Regions from separate parts of the Arachis hypogaea genome. Here region 1 is linked to region 2. A link is a contact called in public Hi-C data. All regions are on one chromosome and are shown on one strand. Each heading gives the region's core, a stretch centred on a gene start, on an enhancer-like site or on the middle of the called end of the contact. The rest is flanking DNA. Distances are from core to core; before and after follow the strand shown.

Region 1 (3,443 bases), core at 787-3,286, 460 kb before region 2:
AAATTTATCTTTTTATCAGTTAAACGTAGGTAATAGTAAAAAATGTGTAATTACTAATTAATTAATATGGTCAACAGAATTCTTGAATTCAAACGCTAGAAACTGAAAAATACCATTTTAATAAATATTTTATATTTATATATATATTTTATAGGAATGAGATCTAGTTTTTTTAATAATATAGCATATATAGCATGGTTGTACTTATAATATTGATCTACGTCATCAATTCTAGTGTTAATGCCTAAATTAGTATATGTATGGATGTATATATGATTCAAAATAATGAAAATGGAGTATGTATATATATTTAGAATTGTAGCACAGCAAATAAAAAAAAGTTAGAATTGAATAAGAAATAAAATATACCTGTCATGACATATTCCGGGGCAGCATAGCCTTGGGTTCCCATAACACGAGTTGAAACGTGGGTGTCATCTCCTTCAGGACCATCCTTTGCTAACCCAAAATCAGATAGTTTTGCATTGTAATCCTAAAACCATAATTCATATATTGAATGAGTTCAATAAATAATTATTCTAATGGCGAGAGAGAGAGAGAGAGAGAGAAATTATTTATATATTATTGATGCTTACAGAGTCTAACAATATGTTTGAAGCTTTGAAATCTCTATAGATGACTTGCTTCTCTGCCTCATGGAGAAAGGTTAAACCCTTTGCAGCTCCAACAGCAATTTTCATTCTTGTTGACCAGGGCAATGATGCTGAGAATCCTGGAAAAAAAAAACAAGTAAATTAATTAATCCAATATGAAGATTATTATTGAAAGAAAATTAATTATTTAGCTAATATCTTACTTCTAAATAGTTGATTTTCTAAGCTGCCTCTTGGTAAGTATTCATATACCAAAAGCCTATGATCTTCTTCACAGCAATATCCAATCAGCTTCACAAGGTGTGGATGCCTTAGTTGACCCAGGAAAACCACTTCAGTCTGTTGCAAATTAAAACCAAAACAAGCAAGGTTAGAACTTAGAACCCACAAGTCAAAAAACACTAATTATTACCATAAATTCATAATTAACCACTTATTATATCATTAATCACCAAGGTATTATATTTATAATAATGGGATCAATTACACTTTTATATTAAAAAATTTGGCAGTATTGTCCGCATACAATAACATTTTATTTGCAAAGGTAGGTATAAAATCGACTTCCGATCCCTTGATTATATTATTTAATTAATATAATATTGAATATTAATATATACATACCAACCACTCTTTATGGCCTTGGGAGCCATCCAAGTCCAAGAGCTTAACAGCAACAGGCTGAGGCTTAAGGCCATGCCTAAGCTTATCATCAATGAAGCCCTTGTGAACCGGTCCGAACCCGCCTTCGCCAAGGAAGTTACTGGACGAGAAATGCTGAGTGATGAGCTTGAGCTCAGCCAGCGTGAAGACATGCAGGTTTGTTCCCGCCAGCGACATCGACAGATCCTCCGAGAATGTTGTGCTTGGGAAGCTCAAGTCACTCACTGATATCCTCTGCGAACATATTGGCTTCGTCGAAACCACTCTCTTCGGCTTTCTTGATGGGTACTCTCCTTTGTAACATCCCGGCAACATTGATTTCCATATTCCTTTCATGAATGTCATTCTTCTTCTTTCTTCAATCAATGAATCGATATGATATGATACTAGTGTATATTTATATATATGGTGATGCACTTGGTGGGAATATGAGAGTGTTAGGTAAGAAGGATCGAGAGAGATAGTGTGTGGTAAGGTGGAAATGGAAAATGGGGTTTTGGACTTTTCAAGAGAGAATGTAAATTAAAATAAAGAGAGTTCTAATATTCAAAATCTTCAACTGCACCAAGAGAAAATGGAGAGGCTTTTCTACCTTCTTTCGTTGGTTGATTTTTTCTCCATCTAGGTTCTAATTTCTTTTTTATTAGTTGTGTAGGTATATGCAATTTGGAATACTTGCACTCTTTAATTGTGTCTGCGTGTATATTTATAGAAAGAGAGAAGTTTTCGATACTTGCATGCAGTGGTTGTTTGGCAAGCAAGAAAAGACCAAAAGATTTGAACAACTTAATTAATTAAGATTTTGATTATTATTATTTGATTTAAATGGGAAACCCCAAGTCTACGATGTAATTATCAAAGCAAAATGACATGCCTACCCTCCGTTCCTTGACTTTGATGCATTAATGGTTATAAGTTTGGAAAAGGAGGAACTTTTTCGGCTCGTCTTCTTATCTTATTATATATGTAATAATTTGCAACCTTTCCGATTTCAAAAGCACCTTCAAGAATATTTCCTCTAATTTTCCAAAGGGATAGATGTGACATAAACTACAAAGTCCTGCAAAGCTGCACTTTCTTCGGACCAAAATATTTTCATACGGCAAATAATAATCATTTAAAAATCCTATTTTTACTCCCTACCCCTTCGCTTAACTCGTGGGTTATCGTTGACCTTCTTCCAACATATGCTGTTTAAAGAGGAGTTCTAGTAGCCCCGAAAAATATATCGAGAAAAAAAAGGAGAACAAACAACCAGAAGAATAAAAAATTGTTTTTTTTATCAAAGATAAAATCTCCGCTCTAAATGAATATAAAAAGACTATGTCATTTGAGTTATAATTTATTGACAAAAAATTATTTTTCTTATTATGTATATATATGTTTTACTATATATTAAACTCACTTGACATTTTTGTTTTTTACCATTATTATTTGATTGAACGTAATTCTCAACTGGGATCAGGGTAAAATCACACCAAATCTAAATAGATAAATGTTAAAAAAGTTAGGTCTACAATAAATGTGAATTCCGAAACATTTTTCACATACGTTCCATTCCATTTCCCTAGTCCTCTACTCAAAAGGCCAATTTCGTGAATCAAGGAGATTATATGTGTATAGCATTTTATTTACATGTTTATTTTTCTTATGCGTGTTTGTTCTTCAGCGTATTGAAAATAAAATCCTTGGTTGGTCAACTTCAGCATAGAGTTGGTTTGCGGTTTCTAGAAGATGATGCAGCTCAAATACAAATTAATTAATGCAACTTGTTCAGTTGTCTTAAATAAATACAAAAAATGACGAAACAACAAATTATGGCCTAGCTTTCAAGTTAGCCAGGCATGACAGTAATAGCCAGTCCAAGTATATGCCTTTTCTGGAAGCATGCTCGCCCAATGAAATTAAACAGTAATGATTGAGGAACAATAAAAAATTAGTCTAAATTTATTTTAATTTATTTAGTATTCATTAATTATTATTAAAATTAATAAATAGTAAATAAAATAAATTTAAACCGTTTAAATTTATTTTTTATTAATTTTTTATCAATATCGAAAGTTAAATTTAAATTAAATCAAAAATCAAATAAGACTTAAATTCGACCAACATAAATCAAGCTAAAATTTTACTTATAGATTTTCTATCATTTATTATAATACTATA
Region 2 (3,443 bases), core at 215-2,714:
CGTGTGACAATTACACCATGGCTTAATCTTGGAGCTAAAGAGGAGGAAGGAAAAGATGGAAAAGAAGACTGTGAAGGTGAAGAAGGAGAGTATGGATGTTAGGGTTATGCGAGATATGATAAAAATTGGAGAAGAACAATGTCGTTTTCGAATAAAAGGATCAGGGATCATTTTGACCCTTATTAGAGTTGTCAGGGATCATTTTGTCTTCCGTTAGAGTTAACGGAACTAAAGACCTAAGTGGCTGACAGAATTAATTGTTAGTAACCAATCGAGTAATTAATTTTAGTTAGGGACTAAAATGTCTGATTTAAAATTCTTTGGTTGGGTATATACTCAAAATTATTTTAAAGCACAATGAAAATTTCAAAAGTCGTTTAGATATTTAGGCCCAATTTGAATAAATAACTTAATTAAGTTACTTTTGAAAAAATATTTAAATAATAAATGATTATATTAAAAGTAGCTTATAAATGAGTTATTTTGTGTTTGAGTTTTTAGTTCTAAAAGTACTTATTTGATAGAAATATGGTAAAAAATAATAACATTATGAGAGAAGTCATTTTTTTCAAATTCTCTATAAGTTTTTAAATAGCTTTTTAAAAAGTTGCAATTTAATTTTTAAAATTATACCAAACATTAATACTACTACTTTTCATAAGTCAAAAGCTCAAAAAAGATATTTTGAAACTTCCACACGGCCTCATCCACTTTACTTGAAATTTTAGTTTTTCCTTAGAACGAAAATCAAACTCCTAGACATAAAACAAGATTGTTCAAGTTTGTTGCTTGTACAACAAAAACACATATAGAATATTCATTACCAAAACAAAACTCAGGTCCCGCAATGCTGTGATAGCCAAGAAATATCAAGAATTCCATATCACTACGTCATGGAACACGTTAGCAACCTTGCAGAGAGTTAAAAACCTCACCATCAGAAACGGAAAAAAAAAATCTTATTTGTTCATACATAAAAACTTCTGATGGATATGTGATATGTGGTTAATATACTAGTACTATTCATGTTGACTTATATGTTATTTTTACTAAATAATTAGGCATTAGAATAATTAAATCTACTATAATATATTGAATAATAAAATTTATAATAGATAGATAATCAAATTTATTTGTAATAGTATAATAAATTTTTTAAATAAGTTATCCAATACATATTTTTATACAAAATAATTAATTAGTGACTATCTTTTAGTGTTTATGTAATATGATTAAGCTAAAAGGATTGATCTTGTCATTTATTAAACATAATAAAAGGAGGAGTTAACTATGAATTCAACTAAGTATTTATTTATTAATCAAAATTCTTTTTTAGTAAAAATAAAGTTGAATGAATAATAAAGATTATAACTATTTTTTTTAAAAAAAAATTCATATTACACATAATATTTTTAATTCTTAATTTTTTCTATTATAAAAAAAAATCTCACTTTTCATTAGAAAAAACATTCTTCACTATAACACGATACTTATTAATTATTGTATGCATTTTAACCTGAACTATTAAGATATTTATCATAATTTTTATCAATGGAATAATACCCTTAAATGAATGTAACAGGCATTCTGGAAGTATGCATAAAAATTATGGATTATGGCCTTGAATAAGACCCAGTGATCTTTCCAAGACGAAGGGTATTTTGGTCAATTTAAATACTCTGCAACAGCCAATAAAATTATAAAAATGAATCCCATTCGAATATCCTATTCCTTCCTACCCCAACTTCTTCGGGATTACATCACACAACACTAACACACCTTCACAGCACACACAACATTATGGCGTGCTCATCGTCAACGCCGGCGGCGTGGTGGTTCACCATCGCGGTATTGTTCTTTGTCGTCGCCGCCGCATCGGCCGGGTGGATCTCCGATGATCCGAACCCAATCCGAATGGTGCCAGACGAGCTCCGAGAAGTGGAGGCGGAGGTGGTTAGGGTCGTCGGGCGAACCCGGCACGCTCTCTCTTTCGCTCGGTTCGCCGTCAGACATGGAAAACGATATGAGAGTCCCGAAGAGCTGAAGATGCGATTTGAAGTGTTCTCTGAGAACAAGAGGCTCATAAGATCTACTAACAGAAAGCGATTGTCGTACACTCTCGCCGTTAACCGTAAGTTACTCTCTGCTTCTTCTTTTTTTGTTGATGTGTTAGTTTCTGCCGTTGGATTGTGGTTAGTTGTGTGTTTTCCCTTATGGGAGAGTCCTACCATACCATTCTCTTGTTATTTGAGTCAAGAGCTACGATGTAACTTAGTTGTTGCATCTTATTATGGTAAGCTTTTAAGAAAAATAAGCTCAAAATAAATCAGTTATATATATAAATAGCTCAAAATAAATCCAATTTGATGCGAGTAAAATAATCTAAAATTTTTACACAGTCACAACTGTTCTCATTCATACAATCAGTGTGAAAAAGTATTTTACTTTTGCTAGGTGACTTTACCTAAGTAAATGCACGACTAAAATTGCTTAACCTGAAAGTGCATTAAAGTTAAACTTTATAAATATGTGTCTCTGTGAGAGATTTTATTTCTGGTAGTAAAATTTTATAAGAGCAATATTTATATAAAAGTATATATCTATTTTGGTCTTCAAAAAATTTTAGATTGGACAATTTAGTCCTCAACTAAAATTAATTACTCGATTGGTCTCTAACAATTAATTCAGTCAGTCACTTAGGTCCTTTACTCTGTTAACTCTAACGGAGGACAAAATAATCCCTAACATATCTCCTCTATTCAGAAATGACACTATTCTTTCCTAATTTTCATCATATCTCGTATAACACTAGCAGTCTAACTCTGTAACTTCAAACTACACCATGCACACTCTATAAATTTAATGTTCACAAGAAAAAAATTCCTCAACTTGTTCTCTACCAATTCATACTCGGAAAATTGATGCCTATGTCTTTCAACTAGTTATCGTCTTCGACGAATCTCATGAATCTAGACAGCAAGTCTGATTTGTTAAGACCCGTCGTCGTTGTCATCTCCCTCTTTTTCTGCCCTATCATCTCCATGACCACATTGTCCACCACTCCGATCATTTCCTTCAGCTTCTTCTCCAAACCAATGTTCAGTAATCGCTTCAGTTTCCATGTGAGCGGCAACAACGACATTACTCGTTGTACTGATAGCTTGGATGCGAGGTCGAAACTGTCTGCCAACTTGGACTCTGGAAAAGAAGGAATGAAGCACTCAGTATCTATTTTAAATGAGAATTTGCATATGATGTCGAAGGAGAATATTCTCATGATGTCCTAATGTCCAACAATTTATATTGCTTGTCGGAGAGTGGAGAAAGGCATGCCCTTGGAGTAGCTGTGGAACTTGGTCTTGAGGATGTCGTGGACGTGCCGGGGTTGGAGGTGATGTTATTGAAGACGTGGAAGTGGATGTTTTTGGTGGGTGAAGTGCAAA

Evidence for each region. A called contact is a pair of places that touch in the nucleus more often than the background predicts.
Region 1: a Hi-C map of leaf shows a contact between it and region 2, with 1.9 times the contacts expected there. The contact joins the promoter of LOC112790520 here to the promoter of LOC112790519 in region 2. A contact is called at or near these places in 2 of 8 Hi-C or Micro-C datasets (both in leaf).

The regions. Positions count from the first base shown.
Region 1 is chr3:48,696,197-48,699,639 of arahy.Tifrunner.gnm2.J5K5, reverse strand. LOC112790520 (serine/threonine-protein kinase RIPK) reads right to left here and starts at 2,036. Exons shown (of 5, transcript XM_025832959.3): 1 at 1,239-2,036; 2 at 818-953; 3 at 597-733; 4 at 370-493. The coding sequence starts at 1,622.
Region 2 is chr3:48,238,850-48,242,292 of arahy.Tifrunner.gnm2.J5K5, reverse strand. LOC112790519 (pro-cathepsin H) reads left to right here and starts at 1,464. Exons shown (of 7, transcript XM_025832958.2): 1 at 1,464-2,131. The coding sequence starts at 1,801.